Linked DNA regions of Mus musculus: regions 1, 2, 3 and 5 are each linked to region 4. The links are chromatin contacts, called in public promoter capture Hi-C and targeted proximity ligation maps. All regions are on one chromosome and are shown on one strand. The core of a region is the stretch at or near the end of the contact, and the rest is flanking DNA. Distances in the headings are between cores, read along the strand shown. Region 1 holds the start of Slc29a2 (solute carrier family 29 (nucleoside transporters), member 2). Region 2 holds the start of Men1 (multiple endocrine neoplasia 1). Region 3 holds the start of Yif1a (Yip1 interacting factor homolog A (S. cerevisiae)). Region 4 holds the start of Malat1 (metastasis associated lung adenocarcinoma transcript 1 (non-coding RNA)). Region 5 holds the start of Pacs1 (phosphofurin acidic cluster sorting protein 1).

Region 1 (3,024 bases), core at 369-2,868, 780 kb before region 4:
CAAAGGGATCTATTAGTATGTCCCATAGTGTGCCAGCACTCTCCTGTCCCCGGTCCTGGTACAGGCCGTTCCTTCTCTGAAACGCCTCATCCCCTTCCATCCCAGCCCAAGACAACAGACTGCTCCCCAGACCCTCATCTCCATCTTCAAGATGGTGCCAGGGCAACATCCCACCCCCTGTCCCACTTTGACTCACTCTCCTATCACTGTCAAGTAGGAAACAGGTCAGTAATAGTTATTAGAATAAGCATTCGAAAAATGCAAGTGACTAACTGTGTGTAGGTAAAACTGTCGAGAGATGCTCAAGGCAGAGGGGATGAAGAGGCCTTGAAAACCTGTTAGAACTGAACTCAAGACTGTCCCTCTTGGCATAATGGAAGTCTGGAAAGAAAACTTAAAGAGTAACTGTCTTTCCCAGTGTAATCCATTGCTGTCTTTTCCCTAACGTCACCAGCTAGGGTTAGATGCAGCCCAGGGGTAAGAGTGTTTGCCTCGCATGCACAGGGCTCTGAGTTCAGTTCCCAGTACCACACAGTCATCTGCAGTCCACCATGATCTAAGGAACCACCTTCGATGAGCCAAGCCTGGTGGCTAGATTCCGGGAACAGGACAGAACAGGGATAGTAACAGCATGGTCTGGCTGATACATAGGAAAAACATTCTAAAAAACTATATTCTTTAGAAGACACACATTTATATAACCTTGTATATATATACTTTTATATATTCATATTTATTTGTATTTATTACTTAGAAGCACGTGTGCCACTGTGCTTGTGTGGAGGTTAGGGAACAATTTGCTGGAGTCGCTTCAGTTTTTCTAACATATGGGTCCTGGGCGTGGCCTCGGGGCATCAGGCTTGGCAGCAAACGCTCTCACCAGTCCACATAAATATATTTCTTTTTCTTTTTTTTTTTTTTTTTTTCGTTTTTTTGAGACAGGGTTTCTCTGTATAGTCCTGAATATATCCTGGAACTCACTCTGTGGACCAGACTGGCCTCGGACTCAGAAATCCGCCTGCCTCTGCCTCCCAAATGCTGGGATTAAAGGCGTGCGCCACCACGCCTAGTGAAAATTAGGTTTTTAAGCACTCCTGAGGGTGGCAGTGGCGACTACAGGGGAGGGGGCCGAACGTCACCTGGGCCACGATTCCCTCCAGAGCCTTTGTTCAATCCTCCTTGTTGGACCCAGGTACCGTAGGAGGGCCTATCTGTCCGTCTTCCACATATGTTGGGGATTTTCGTTTGCAAAAGTGCCTCGACCTCTGGGGGAACTCCCTCGGAGCACCGCGCTGGGACCTTCTGCGACAATTGATGACACTGGCTTCTTCCTTCTGGTCGGACTTACTTCCTAATCTGCTTAGAGCTTAGAGGGCTCCAAACCTTAGAACACGCCAAGAGGAAGAACCTCCCAGCTAGATCGACTGTGCCCAACAACCACCGGACCCCTTCCCTCCTGCGCAGTCCTTATCCCTTCCCCAGAGATTCCGGACCCGTGCCTAAGGAGAAGACGGGTGCGAGGCGAAGGGACGGCGGTGAGACACAGCTTCAGGCGCGGAAGCAAGCTAGAAGGCGGAACCTAATACCCTAAAGGCACAGCCACCAGCGAGGCGGAGTCTGGAGAGCGGGCGTCCGGGGGAGGGGAGCAATGGCTCTTTGTTCCCGCCCTGGAGGCGGAGCCGAGGTCCGAGCCTGCAAAACGTGGTCCGCAGTGTAACCCAACCCCGACCCTCCGCTACGGCGCTCCGACCTTGGGATTCCTGGACACCGACCAGCGTCGCTCTCCTTCGGCCTCCCAGCCCTGCGTAGGCGCAGGTGCAGCCGCCTTCTGTGGGCCTGGTGCAATAGGACTGCGGCAACCATGGCGCGGGGAAACGCCCCTCGGGACAGGTGAGGTGGGAACCCATGTGCTGCGTACCGTGGCCCAGGTGGCCACGAGCCTTTGAATTCCCGCTCGTCTTGATGCTCCTGGGCTCAAAGACGAACGGGACTACAATTCCCATCAGCCGATTCCCTTAGCTGCTTGAGCCAGGGTGATGGGGATTGTAGTCCGTTCTACTGAGGGGCGGCTAGGGCGGCCCAGGCGTACGTCCTCGGGGTGACCTTCTGATTGATCCCCACAGCTACCACCTGGTTGGGATCAGCTTCTTCATTCTGGGACTGGGCACCCTTCTCCCCTGGAACTTCTTCATTACCGCCATCCCGGTGAGACCCGCGGCCGCTGGGCAACCTCATGGCCACAAACCAACATCCCTCCAGCCGTCTTGAACTGAGCCACTTTCCTCACCAGGCCACTTACTACAGCTCAGCCTGTCAGGGACAGCACCAAGCCTCATAGAGGGAACCGCCTCTCCCCTGGCTAGGCAAACTTTTAGGAAGGTACAGATCTCAGAGGTGCAGGGCCATCCACGTAGGGAGTCTGACCAGCAAAGGAGTTTCCATCCCATGCCCTTTGTCGTTATTTTTGGCCAGTCACTCCAAAGTGTCTTTTTTCCAAGCCTTTGGCTTTCTTTGCAATGACATGAGTTACAGTCATTCAACTAATAATTAATGAGCAACTACTGTAGACAGATGTGGAGGAAGGCCCGATTCCCCAAAGCATGCATTCTTTTATAGAAAGGCAGAAATCTATAGCTTGTTTTCTCCTTTTTGTTTTATTGTTGTTGTTGTTTTCGTTTTTTTCGAGACAGGGTTTCTCTGTGTAGCCCTGGCTGTCCTAGAACTCACTCTGTAGACCAGGCTGGCCTCGAACTCAGAGATCTGCCTGCCTCTGCCTTCTGAGTGCTGGGATTAAAGGCGTGCATCACCACTGCCTAACTTTTGTGTTTTCTTTAGAATAGGGTTATTCAAACATATTCAGTGGGTTAACTTCCCAGGTGTCTGTGGAGTGCTGGCATCGGTGCTGGACCCTGATACCCAAAGATGGATCAGCTACTGAATCTGAGAGACACAGAGCCAGGGCTATTAATAATGAAACAAGACACGTGCCAGGCCATTCCACCCTGAAGCAGAGAGCTATAAAGG
Region 2 (2,893 bases), core at 386-2,885, 530 kb after region 4:
GATGGTGATGGCTCACACCTTTAACCCCAGCACTCAGGCAGAGACAATCAGATCTCTCTGAGTTTGAGGCCAGCCTGGTCTACAGAGTGAATTCCAAGACATCCATGGCTACACAGAAAAACCCTGTCTCTAAAAACAAAAAACAAAACAGACAAACAAACAACCAAAAAAGAAAGAAAGAAAGAAAGAAAGAAAGAAAGAAAGAAAGGAAGGAAGAAAGGAAGAAAGAAAGAAAGGAAGAGGTTCTGCTTGTATATGTGTGTGGTGTCTTTACACCTGTGTAAGGAGCTGCTCAGATGTGGAAAACAGAAAGATCACATATCCTTCTTTATGACTCTCTCTGTCTTCTTCCCTTTACACAGGCTCTCTCTCTGAACCTGCAGCTAGGTCGTTAGGCAGGAAGTCCCAAGACCCTCCTCCCTTTAACCCCCACACTGACCCCATTCCCCATCCATGCCCTATAATGCTAGGATTCCAAACGTATAAGTGAATTCTGGGTATTTGAACTCAGGTCCTCCTACTGGTACAACAAAAGGCTCTCAGCTGCTACATCATCTCCTCAGCTTCATCTATTGAGGTCTTGGTCTCAGACAAAAAGACTTCGTTTTGGAAACAGGGTCATTACAGACTTCGTGAATTAAGATGAGGTCATGAAGCCTTGTGGGAGGGGTGGTGCCATGTGGACTGGTGGTGAACATCTATAATCCCAGCATGGTGGAGGCTGAGGCAGGAATATTGTGAGTCTGTGGCCAGTCTGAACTAAAAAGCAAGATCCTGTCTAAGGTAAAACTGACCTTGAACTTCCTGATTTTTTTTTTCTTTTCTTTCCTTAATTTTATTTTACCTATGTGTGTGCATAAGGTGCCTGCTTGGAGCCTGCAGAGGACAGCAGAGAACATTGGACCTCCTAAAGTGGGGCTAAAGACCCAGTTGTGAGCAAACATGTACATACTGGGAACGCAGGGTCCTGAGCCAGAGCCGCCAGGGCTCTTAACTCTGAGTCATCTCTGAAGTCCACCCTGAGTTCCTTGCCTCTAATTTCAAGGACTGGTATTGGATCATAGACCAGTCTTGCCTTGAGCTCACCAAAATCCTTCTGCCTCCGCCGTACTGTGTTCAGCCTTGCATTCTTTTTAGGTGTGGATGTTTCGTCTGCCTTTTTATGTGTGTGCACCAAGTCAAGCTTGGTGGAGGTCAGAGAAAAGCATGGGTCCTCTGGAAGTGGAGTTACAGATGGTGAGCCACAATGTGGGTGTGGGGACCTAAACTTGATCCCAGGTCCTTTGCAAAAGCAACAAGTGCTCTGAACAGCTGAACCAGGTCTCCAGCCTCCTTGTAGTGTTTTAGAGCAACAGTTTCCCTCACATCTTAAACTGGCCATAATACACACTGCAGGGGCGCTACTGCGCCTGAGTTTAATCCTAGGACTACAATCTCCCAGAAGTCACGGAGGAACTTCTTCTGGCGTGATCCTAGATGACCAATCGTTGAGGAGCTCAGCTTACCCGCCCTGGAGCAGCAGGACTACTTCTTCCATAAGCCATTGCGGGTTTGGCTGTCATTTTCAGATTTAGAGAGGGCCGGGTGAGCAAGGACTCCCCATTTCCCAGCAGGCAGTGCGGCCATAGGAGGCGCGGGACTTCATTTCCCAGCAGGCTTCAGGCGGCGGGCGCCGCGGTGCCTTGTGTGGGATGTAAGCGCGGAGGTGGGCGCGGGGGACCGAAGCCGGGACTCTCCTTGGGACTTGTGGGAGGCTGGTTTGGGTTTGCCTTCTGGACAGGCTCCAGAGGGCCGGGTAGAGATTGTAGGGACTGGAGGGGCGGCCTTTGAGGGTCCCCAATAGGTCTTTGGGAGCAGCCTCATCGGGGCTGGGGGTCCCGGAATTGTAAGGAACTAGAAGGCCCTATATAGCCTTGGTTGAAGGGTCTCAGAAACCGAGCCGCCGCCCGTGAGCACAGGACGAAGCGGCTGGCGAAGCAGAATTGTGGCGGAGGGTAGAGCCTTAGCCGAGCCTGGGAGGGGGCTCTCTCGCCGAGCCCGACCCTCCCTCCCTCGGCTCGCCCGCAGGCCACCGCCCGCCGCCATGGGGCTGAAGGCCGCCCAGAAGACGCTGTTCCCTCTGCGCTCTATCGACGACGTGGTGCGCCTGTTTGCTGCAGAGCTGGGCCGAGAGGAGCCTGACCTGGTGCTCCTGTCCTTGGTCCTGGGCTTCGTGGAGCATTTCCTGGCTGTCAACCGTGTCATCCCCACCAACGTGCCGGAGCTCACCTTCCAGCCCAGCCCCGCACCCGACCCTCCTGGTGGCCTCACCTACTTCCCGGTGGCCGACCTATCCATCATTGCTGCCCTCTATGCCCGATTCACCGCTCAGATCCGCGGCGCTGTGGACCTCTCCCTCTATCCTCGAGAGGGAGGTGTTTCTAGTCGCGAACTGGTAAAAAAGGTCTCGGATGTCATATGGAACAGCCTCAGCCGCTCCTACTTCAAGGACCGGGCCCACATCCAGTCCCTCTTCAGCTTCATCACAGGTTGGAGTCAGACAGGTGGTCAGGAGAGCAAATGAGTGTTGTCTTACCTCTTCTCATGTCTGAACAATATGGCTTATAGCCCTTTTGAGACTTGTAAACCTTGTGTGGTGGGGCAGGTATTATTTCTCCTTCGCAGTTGTGGAAAGAGAATTCTGAAGAGGGGAATGTCAGAATGACAGGGCTGAGACTGGAACCTGGTCATTTGGTGCCAGCTTTTACTCCCCAGTCTTTCAACAGTCCCAGCCCTGCCATTGAATAGCCAGAGGGATCTGGCAGCCCAACATATGGGGAAAGAAGGTGGTAGCAGACTGGGGAGGTAGGACAAATGGGTGGGTACATTTGAGACAATTAAGATTATACCTTTG
Region 3 (3,330 bases), core at 209-2,708, 710 kb before region 4:
TGTGTGGTTGCTGGGACCTTCGGAGAGCAGTCAGCCAATGCTCTTAACCACTGAGCCATCTCTCCAGTCCCGATCTCCCCCCCCCCCCAAAATTAATTACATGTTAAATGTATTTGTTCTGTGTATCTCTCTCTGGGCGGGATGGTGCAAAGAGGTGCACTTTAACATAGCTCGAGTGTACAAATCGGAGGAAGATTTTTCGGAGTTGGCTCTCTTCTTCCACCGTCTGGGAATTGAATTTAGGTTCTCAGGCTTGGCAGTCTGCTGAGCCATCTCACAAGCAAGCTAACATGACTCTTAAAGGATTTGGACAAATGGATAAAAAGGGAAAGGCATATCTCCCGCATCCCAGGCGGAGGAGCAAAAGCAGCTGTTGGACAGCATGGGCTGAGTTTGGGGATCAGAAAAGTCTGACCTTATGCAACTAAACGCTGAGTAGTTAGTCAGCTGTAAGTATCCGAGGGTGTGTCATGCTATCTAGAGAATAGTACCTGACAGTCTGTGAGAGAGGGACCCTTGGAGGGATTGTCTCCAGCGACGATGGGAGTGGTTACAGCCTGGGTGGGAAGAAAAGAGCCTAGGAGACTAGGAGTGAAGCTTACGGGCCTCACTTGGAGATCACAGGACTGGTGATGACTCAGGAGACCTTCAGGAGACAGGTCACTACACCTCTGCCTCCCAAATCTCCCGGACCACTGGAGAAAGCGATGGAACAAGGCCCAGTACAGATTCCTGTCCCATGTATACCACCAGGACTTCGTATCTTCTGGGTGGTCTCAGTTTCTGTCTCCTGCCCCATGCGTGAGCGCGTGTGTGCGTGTGAGTGCGTGTGTGCATAACGTATTGAGCGCGATTCCAAACCCTCCCAGCAGAGGCCCTCGGGGATGAGCCCAGCGGCGGACTCTACAGGGCATTTTCAGCACCAGCCGACGGACAGCACCAGTTCTGAAAGGAGTGGGAGGGCGGAGGAGGAGTCAGCGTTCCAGGGCTCAGGGCCGCGCTGTCACTCTCCCGGTGCGGGCAACAACAACAATTTCTAGCAGGCCGGAGCTCCAAAACAGGATGGAGTGAATTGGAGGAAAGAGCACAGAGTAGGGGCAGGGATCAGTCAGAGCTTGACCGACCGCCGCATTCCTCTTGGACTGCATTGCGGCGGAGCCAGCTTTGTGCCCTGACTAGTTGGGTCGGTCAGGACTTTAATCTTCCTATTGGCGTAGTCGTGGCAAGGAGCGTCAAGCGCCTCTTGGCGCAGACGCGGAACTAAGTTACAACTCCTTCTCACCTATTGGCTGGTAGCGCCGCAAATTAGCCAGCCTACTAGTCAATCCGAGAACATCTTGAGTAGCTCCGCCCCCTATCTGTCGGAAGTTGAATATGACAAAACCCGATTGGAAGAGAGCTCACCAGTAGCCAATTGAAAGTGTAAAGGGGGAGAACCAGCTCTTCCGACGAGCCAATGGTAGACAGCGAAGTGTGACGCCAAGGACATGGCGGCCGCGATCGGACAGCCCTGGGACGTGTCGGGCCGTCGGGTAACTTCGGTCAGGACCAGGCAAGAGAAGTAGCTGTTTCAGTAGTGTTCGTACCCACGACTCAGCGAAGTACCCACGACCCTTGGGTAGAGCGAACGTCACGGCCATGGCTTACCATTCGGCATATGGAGTCCACGGTGCGTGAGGAGTGGGGAGGGCGGGGCGCGGCCTGGCAGCGGGGAGCCAAATACGCTGAGAGACCCACTGGTTCTGTTGGAGAGGGTCTGCAGTGACCGCTGCCCAGGGCGGGGAGAGTGTCTCTCGGGTTCCTGCCCTGCCACACTGCAGCGTGTCCTGGACTTCGCCCTTACTAGCCAGTCCTGAGATCAGGCTGCGACAGCACTACTGGGATCCTCAAGTCTAATCCTGCTTGTACCGAATTTGCCTCCAGAACTTCCTTTCCCTCTTACAACTCGGGCAGCATTCCTGACCACTGTCCAGGGACTCCGAATAGCCAATATTGCCTTTTCTACCTGTGTTAAGTCAAGGAATGTCTTTGCGGTGATTGTGCCCAAGCAAACGTCTTTTCACTCGCTAGTACTCAGAGATCATTTCCCTTGAGAGACTTCCTAGAAACCCCAAATGGGTAGCCATGTTTAGGCACACCTTTCCCACTGCATGCAGTAAATGATCCCCCACCCTGACCCCCCGAAGGATAGGAGATCGACTTTAAAACTCATCCTGCCTTTTCCTCAATTGTTCGGTGCCTTAGGACCTATGCACAGCTTCCCAGCCTGGGGAAAGGGCAGTGGTCTGGGTTCTTGCTCTGTAATTCTGTAATCTACTTTGGTCCTCTCACACCTGCAGGTTCCAAGCATAGGACCCGGGCAGCTCCAGACCCTCCTCCACTCTTCGATGATACAAGTGGTGGTTATTCCAGCCAACTGGGCGGATACCCAGCCCCAGGAGCTGATGTAGCCTTCAGTGTCAACAACCTGCTTGGAGACCCAGTGGCCAATATGGCAATGGCCTATGGCACCTCCATAGCATCCCAAGGGAAGGACATAGTGCACAAAGAGGTGTGCCCTGGGCTCCCGGGAGGAGGGAGGCAGGGCTTCTGGCCAGGGTTGGGGTGTCACAGGATCCCATCTTACTCCCCAGGCATCCTTTAGGAAGGATCACGGTAGGGCTCATCCATAGCCTCTTCTCTTTACTTCCAGCTGCACCGTTTTGTGTCCGTGAACAAACTCAAGTATTTTTTTGCTGTGGACACAGCCTATGTCGCTAAGAAGCTAGGGCTATTGGTCTTCCCATACACACATCAGGTGAGCTTCCCACCAGGAGAGCTGGCCAGCCTCTCCCCACTCGCGGATAACCTGACTGATCATCAGATCTCAACCCTCTCTCTCTTTCTCTCTGCTCCTGTTTACCCGACCACCTCGCCACGGCCAGAACTGGAAAATGCAATACAGCCATGATGTGCCTCTGCCCCCGCGGAAAGATCTCAATGCCCCTGACCTCTATATCCCCAGTGAGTCTCTGATGTGGGGCTTGGCCACAAAGGGGACTTGTGCCTTGAGCATAGTTAGGAAGACGATTCTGTTAATGACCCAGCGTTCATTCCTGGAGCTTTCCACGTGGGACTGTTACTAGACACTAAGTTGACAGGATGACCAGTAGGAAACTTCCTGAATGACCTTGATTTTTTTTTTTTTTTTTTTTTGGTTTTTCGAGACAGGGTTTCTCTGTGTAGCCCTGGCTGTCCTGGAATCCTGGAACTCACTCTGTAGACCAGGCTGGCCTCGAACTCAGAAATCTGCCTGCCTCTGCCTCCCGAGTGCTGGGGTTAAAGGCGTGC
Region 4 (3,112 bases), core at 138-2,637:
TCCTTCCTAGCTTCACCAAACTGGCTTCGGGACTCCTGTCTGCCGCTCCTGTCTTCCTAGTTCACTGAATGCACTTCTGTGTAGACCTGGGTCAGCTGCCAATGCTAGTCGTTAGGATTTTAAAAGCACCTCAGCTCAAGTCCAATGCAAAATGCTGACAATCTTGAAACTGTTATCAAAAGTCCTTTTGTCATCAAGCAAAATTAAGCTACAAGTTAAGGCTTTTAATATTCTTCTAACTCTTCAAAGGCATTCTGCCTTAACTTTTTACTTCAGTCCTAGTAGCTTTGATTGCTAGCTTCAATCTTGTATGTGGCTGTCTAAAGACTCTTCTAAACTGCTCGCTCCATCAGAAATTTGAACTTATGGCTTTAAAGATAATTTCCTTCTGACTTTATATCTTATCCAACCTTTTGGCCTCAATCTTATCTTCTTTGCCTATCTTGAATGCTGGCATCCAAAGTTGTCTTAACTTCCATTTTGTTTTTCTATCTTGCTTCTTTCTATCTTCTATTCTTCGGCTTCCTACTACCTGTGCCTTTAAGTACCTTTTCTGTCTTCTAAAGATGCTTTGTCTTCTATTTTCCTATCTTCTCTAACAGCTTTTTCTTCACCTTCCTGTATGTCTTCTTCGTCTTTCACTTCCATTTTCTAATCTTCTTTCTCCAAATACTAGCCTAACCTTTTTGTTTTTTCAAGACAGGGTTTCTCTGTGTAGCCCTGGCTGTCCTGGAACTCACTCTGTAGACCAGGCTGGCCTCGAACTCAGAAATCCGCCTGCCTCTGCCTCCCAAGTGCTAGGATTAAAGGCGTGCGCCACCATCGCCCGGCTAGCCTAACACTTCCATCTTCCCTGTTTCCAACTCATGCCTTCAAACGTACATGCGCCAGTCGAAGGATTTTTATAACGGCCGTCAACTTAACCTACTTTTCTCAATCTTTTAAAACTACACCTCATTTTCAAACTATTCTCTACAACTTTACTGTTTTAAATGCCACTTAGATTCTATTTAGGTAACCTTCGTTTTAATCTACAAGGCCGACCTTCAAACTAGAACCTTTTAGAACTTCACAAAACCTCCCTTTACAATCTCCTAAACTGCTCTGGTCAGCCTCCATTATACAGTACAAATACTTTTCTCCTCATTTCCTTTTTCAAACTGTTTAAATAAGCCTTCATGTTATCTCTTAAGATCTTCTTAGATTATTAAGACTAAGTAATATTTCGATAAGCTACTCTATTAGCTTAAGTTTAGAGTTCTAATTCTTTTTACTGCTCAATCTTTTTAATTAAAAACTTATCTGCGATTTCCTCGGGCTGAGTCTCCTGCCTCACGAGCTCAGCTGTGCTGCTCTACGCTGCTCTGCTCTCGCTGCCTGAATGCCTGACGCAGAGCCCGGAGCGCCGGTATTTATTGCAAAGGGACACGTCACTCCACCGGAACCTAGTAACCCTCCACCACCTTGGTGAAGGAAGAAAAATAGTTCCTCAGAGAGTTAAAAATAGATCCTGACTTCCAAGTTTCTAGATTTTTCTTGACGTCGTGTGGGCCTCTTGGACCTTGCTAATACAGAGAAATGTTTAGCTTGTACCAGCTAAATAGGTACAAATAGGTTTAAAATTTCTGGTCACAAGGAGAAAAAACATGAACTAATAGCTATTAAAAATGGGAGCCCCAAGTTTTTCAGATGTTTCAACACCTTTTGCGTTTTCCTGGGAGGACAGAGGGTATAGCGTATGTTGCAAGTGTTAAAACAGGCTTTCCCACAGCTTCAGCTTCCACTTCCCATTTTGTAACTCCCCGAGCGGCTGCCATTTCATGCGAAACAAGATGGAGGTCTCTCGGAAAGTGACCGGCCCTGCGAGTGGCTTCTGAGGTGGTGACACTTTGTACTGGTTTATACTGGGAATGCTCCTGTAGGGACGACCTGCAGCCTCCGGCTGCTCTCGGGGCCACTTTTCCGAGCCCGGGTACACGAGCGCTTTGGTGCTTGCCTACGTCCGCCATGTTAGGCTGCGGTCTCAGCCCAGCAAGGCCATGGTCGCTGCAGGTGAGGGCACGGCGACCTTGGCGGCCATGCCGAGCACCACCCGCACTGCGCTAATAACCGTCAGAGCCCGGCCCGTGGCGGCAAGGTCCCCAGGTCTATCTCATCGCTTCCTAAAACTACGACGGAGGGGAAAGGATGTTTTTCTCTTTCTCCCAGGACCATGGAGAAAGCGTCACTGGGCGCAGAAAGCGGGGGCCGCGCCAGGGAGGGCGGGGAGGACCGCGGAACCCGTCGCGAGGACAAAGGGGGTGGGGAGAGGCGCAAGGATACGCGGGTCGTGAGTCGCCGCCTCCCTTTGTGAGCTGCTGAATCGAGGGCTGGCAGCCGGCCGGGTTCGACCGGTTCTAACCGGTTCCAGCCGGTCTAGGCAAAGTTTCTGCTGCAGAGCCTCGCTGCGCAGGCGCGCCCCGCCCCGCCCCCAAGCGCCTTCACCACGGTGCTGGAATGACTGGTGTGGGAGCAGGGCGGCTGCGGGGGGCTGTGCTGCAGTTTCCTGGTCGCCCCTTATTGCGGCCTACTGGGCCCACGGACATGGCTTTTTTGGTCTCTATGTCATCCATTAAGTGTTAAGACACATACTTTGCTCGTACGTTTACTTTATACTCTAGAATTTTCAAAGGGAAGCGAGTCTCGGGTTGATCCCGTAAACTGGAGGCTGCCTGGATTTTTAGAAAAGCTGCTGGAGTCGTGGGAAACAGCGCCCCGGGGCGCATTGAGATCCAGAGCTCGCGATCGCACACGGCCTGGCGGCACCGTCCTGCTCCCCACCTCTACGTTCTAGGACCTGTGAATAGGGAGGTTTGGGCAGAGGCTTTCCCAGGGTAGACAGAACTTAATGACCATACAGGCTGATAGTCACTAAGGACATAAAATTACATGAATATTCTATTATAAAACTAAAGGAGAGAGGCACCCTTAGACTGAGGTGGGGCTCTAGCAAAGCTGGAGGTCCAGTGTTAGACCATTGCCTCCCTTCCCATCCCAATGGCCAGTTTAAGCTTTTTCTTTCTTCCTTATTTATTTTTCCTGAGACAGGGTTTCTGGACCAGGCTGGCCTCAA
Region 5 (3,311 bases), core at 449-2,948, 530 kb before region 4:
ATGTTCTATATTTTTCAATAAATGACATAAGAAAGATGTGCTTGTGTCATCATTTTTCATGCCCTATATATTGGTACAATGTTGTGGTGTGATGTTGTTCAAAATAAAGGGAGAGAAAGAAACACCAGCAGAGTTGAGTTGAGGGTGGAACCCCACAGGGCACCCAATCTCTGGCTTACAGGCACATCCACCTGCTCTGCTGGACTCACAGGGTAAGAAAGAACAGAACCTGAGAATCAACTCGGTTTAGAAGCACAAAATGAACACCTCCAGGCATTTCTTTGTGCTTACTGGGCAAAACCAACCCTGCAGGCTGTCTTAGCATAGGGTCAATCCAACACACTGTCCCCAAAGAAGTATATACAACAACTGCTTTGCCATAGAGAAACAAGCATAATTTTTTGATGCAAGTTTTCAGATAGTTCCAATGGACAGAAAAATGGGTTGAATTTAGGAACAAGGCAGTCATTTTACAGAGCTCATAGGAACCTGGAGACTCTGTGACCAGTATCTAGTGGAGGAGGAAATGAAAACTTGCATTTAAGAACACATTCAACTGATGTCCAAACTAAGAGCACAGAGTACCCAGAGAATGTGTGTAGCATGAAGAACATATGAATGTATGTACTGAACCCCCAAGTGTTAACCAGCTTTACCTGCAACAGGTGACAAATGAATTTGGCACATGCTAAGTACGTTGGGAAAGAACTATATCAAAGCCATCTTTACCACATCTGTGTAACATTAACATATGTACAGCCCACGGGCGCCAGTGAGGCAGGAAGAAGAGTGACTTACTGACCGTAAGGAAGGCCAGATTCGGTCAGACCCAGCCAAGGAAGGCCACTGGGCTGGGTCCCCGAGGCCACCATTGCTCCAGGAGGACAGGAGGGTGGTTCGAGCCAAGGCGGAAGGTGGGACTGCTGGAGAGGGCAGGCCCACACAACAGTCTTGGAAGGCCCAGGAGAAGACAGCCCCCACCCCCCAAAGCCAAGATGAGCTAGGAGTGGAGGACGTACCCTCCACTCGCCCCGGAGAGATGGGGAGGCGGGGCCTGTCACAGAGCCAGCCTGGCGGTCCCCTAGGCCAACACCTTTTCCCAGCCGCCCGTTGCTCACCTGGGCACGCAGCTGGATGAGCTCCGGTCCACCTCCCAGGTAGCATACAAATTCATCTGCACTGGGGCGGGGGTGCGGCCTGGTCCTGGACCGCCCGGAGGCGCAGAGCCCGAGGCCACCGCGACGGCCATGGAGGTGGAGGTGGAGGAGGACGAGGAGGAGGCGGCCGCAGCCGAGGTGGACGAGGAGGACGAGGTGGCCTGGGCCAGCTTGGGGGGCGTCGGCTGTTGAGGCTGCGGCGGCTGCTGCTGCGGCTGCTGCTGCGGGGACTGGGCGACCCCAGAGCCCCGCTGACTGCTGCCGCCCCCGGAGCCTCCGGGACCACCGCCCGCCCCTCCGCGTTCCGCCATGGCCTGGCCAGGGGAGGAAGGGGCGCGGGGCTTACGCAGACTGAGGGCACGCGAGCGACTCTCAGGCTTCCCCCCGCGGCGGCAGCGGCTCAGCGCGTCTCCTCAGAACGCCCGGCGGAGCGCGAGCCACCAGCGAATCTGCACGCACGCGCGGGCTTTCGCTGCGCGCGGTCCTCGCGCTCGCCCGCCGCCGCCTGTTGCGGCCCGCGAGGCCCAGACACTGGGTGGGCGTGTCCGAAAGGGGCGGGGAGCCGCGGCCCCACCCAGACCGGCGCCGAGGGGCGGGGCCAGACTCGCGCTCGGCCCCGCGGCCCCCGGGAAGGGGCTACAGCCCGCGCGCTCTCGCGGCGCGGCCCTGGAGTCCCTAGCAGGCCTCGGCGTGCAGGCTCCGCGCCCCTCCTCCCTCCGCCCTCCTCGGGCGGCTGCTACCCCGCCAGCGGAAACCCGGGTTTTCCGGGGCGCGGTCCCGGACCGGAGAAGACTGTACGAGAGCGCGCTCAGCCCCTGGGATCTGCAGTACACGTAGTTCTGGTCACGCGTTGCATGGAAATCGGATAGCCCGCTGTGGCGACCCCTTCTGTGGTTATTTCGCCCACTTCTGCAAAAGAAGCAGTAGGTAGAGATCCAGGGGCCGGCCACCACCTAAGGAGCTTAAGTTCCAGCTTGACTGTGGGCAGGAGCCAGTTGAGCTAAGGTTGTCTAGGTCCAACAGCCTTTCTTGGTACAGCGCCCCCGACACAGCCTTCTTTACAAAAGTCCCAGAGTGCCTCGGTGCTTTCTCAATTTCTAGAATTCTATTTCTCTCAAGGCCTGATCAGCTGCCATCCCCACACACCCCCACCCTACCTAGAGCTCTTGCACTCTCCTACACCCACACCTTCTCCCCAGTACTTGAGCAAATGTTATGGAATCCTGTGCTCCAACCTAGTCTAGTTTTTCAAAAAACTTCTCAGAACTCAGTGACGAAGACAAAACAAGCCCTTCAAACCCACCCACCCACCAACACACACACACACTAGTAAATCCAAGTAGTTAGCCAGTACTCTGGAACAATTGAGATTTTATTTAGAGACAGATGTTCTCCAATAGGTAAGAAATCGGCCTTTCTGCCACAAGGTCAATGAGGAAGGCCTGACCTGGCCTACTTCCCTAGCCTACAGTTACTTCCCAGCCTAGCCACGGTGCTAAGCTGGCTATTTTTATTCCCCACGGACAAAGCAGTAAGGTCAGACCAGACCCAAAGGTACCTTCAGCAGAGCCTTCACACACAGGAGGGGTAGGGATAGTGAACTACCCACAAGTTCAGTTCAGAACTACAGTCCCATAGTCCTATGGGCCATCTGTGATTACAGGCAAGAAGTAGATGCTTTTGCAGAAGCTAAAAGAGAGAGAGGTTCAAGAGCGCCTGTATTCATCCTTCCTTGGGAAACAGCTTTATTTACAAAACAAGTCTAAAATAAGAACAGGAAGTGACGAGCCTAGGGAGTCCAGATCTAGCTTTAGGGAGCCACAGAGAAAGCCCAGACATACAAAGAGCCTAAAGGCAGGCCAGCTATGCGAGCAGGACCTAAAATTTGAACTCCTTGTATTTCTTGCTGCCCCCACGGCTGTCCTGGGGCTGAGCTTTCCGTTTCTTTTGCTGTAGGAGAGAGAGAGAGAGAAGTTACAATAGGTTAGACAACCCCAGACAGGAGGCAGCCTGACCCAGACATAAAATTAAGGTAAAAAGCACTGAAACCACACTCTCCTCTCCCCCTGAGAGCTAAATGACTTCCTTCCTCTTCCTGAACTTAAGAGACTGCCACCAATGGAGCATCTCGGAGACCTTCAGGCACCGAGTCCA

What was found. Promoter capture Hi-C pulls out the DNA fragments that hold promoters and counts their contacts.
Region 1: a targeted proximity ligation map of memory CD8 T cells shows a contact between it and region 4, with 11 read pairs. A contact is called at or near these places in 2 of 130 datasets of targeted methods (memory CD8 T cells and pancreatic cancer cells).
Region 2: a contact with region 4 is called in a promoter capture Hi-C map of pre-B cells, with 5 times the contacts expected there. A contact is called at or near these places in 3 of 39 promoter capture datasets (the C10 cell line, pre-B cells and stem cell-derived epiblast-like cells), 1 of 484 Hi-C or Micro-C datasets (the G1E-ER4 cell line), 4 of 130 datasets of targeted methods (effector CD8 T cells, embryonic stem cells, pancreatic cancer cells and 1 more) and 1 of 9 other capture datasets (liver).
Region 3: a contact with region 4 is called in a targeted proximity ligation map of memory CD8 T cells, with 50 read pairs. A contact is called at or near these places in 2 of 130 datasets of targeted methods (memory CD8 T cells and pancreatic cancer cells).
Region 5: a targeted proximity ligation map of memory CD8 T cells shows a contact between it and region 4, with 53 read pairs. A contact is called at or near these places in 1 of 39 promoter capture datasets (pre-B cells), 1 of 484 Hi-C or Micro-C datasets (embryonic stem cells) and 3 of 130 datasets of targeted methods (memory CD8 T cells, microglia and pancreatic cancer cells).

The regions. Positions count from the first base shown.
Region 1 is chr19:5,022,388-5,025,411 of GRCm38.p6, forward strand. It overlaps Slc29a2 (solute carrier family 29 (nucleoside transporters), member 2), which reads left to right and starts at 1,619. Exons shown (of 12, transcript NM_007854.3): 1 at 1,619-1,890; 2 at 2,124-2,205. The coding sequence starts at 1,862.
Region 2 is chr19:6,333,378-6,336,270 of GRCm38.p6, forward strand. It overlaps Men1 (multiple endocrine neoplasia 1), which reads left to right and starts at 1,636. Exons shown (of 10, transcript NM_001168489.1): 1 at 1,636-1,705; 2 at 2,068-2,528. The coding sequence starts at 2,084.
Region 3 is chr19:5,087,080-5,090,409 of GRCm38.p6, forward strand. Yif1a (Yip1 interacting factor homolog A (S. cerevisiae)) reads left to right here and starts at 1,459. Exons shown (of 8, transcript NM_026553.4): 1 at 1,459-1,669; 2 at 2,340-2,551; 3 at 2,693-2,797; 4 at 2,925-3,003. The coding sequence starts at 1,639.
Region 4 is chr19:5,801,285-5,804,396 of GRCm38.p6, forward strand. It overlaps Malat1 (metastasis associated lung adenocarcinoma transcript 1 (non-coding RNA)), which reads right to left and starts at 1,388. Exons shown (of 1, transcript NR_002847.3): 1 at 1-1,388.
Region 5 is chr19:5,271,421-5,274,731 of GRCm38.p6, forward strand. It overlaps Pacs1 (phosphofurin acidic cluster sorting protein 1), which reads right to left and starts at 1,699. Exons shown (of 24, transcript NM_153129.3): 1 at 1,119-1,699. The coding sequence starts at 1,468. It overlaps Sf3b2 (splicing factor 3b, subunit 2), which reads right to left. Exons shown (of 21, transcript NM_030109.2): 21 at 2,501-3,107. The coding sequence ends at 3,036.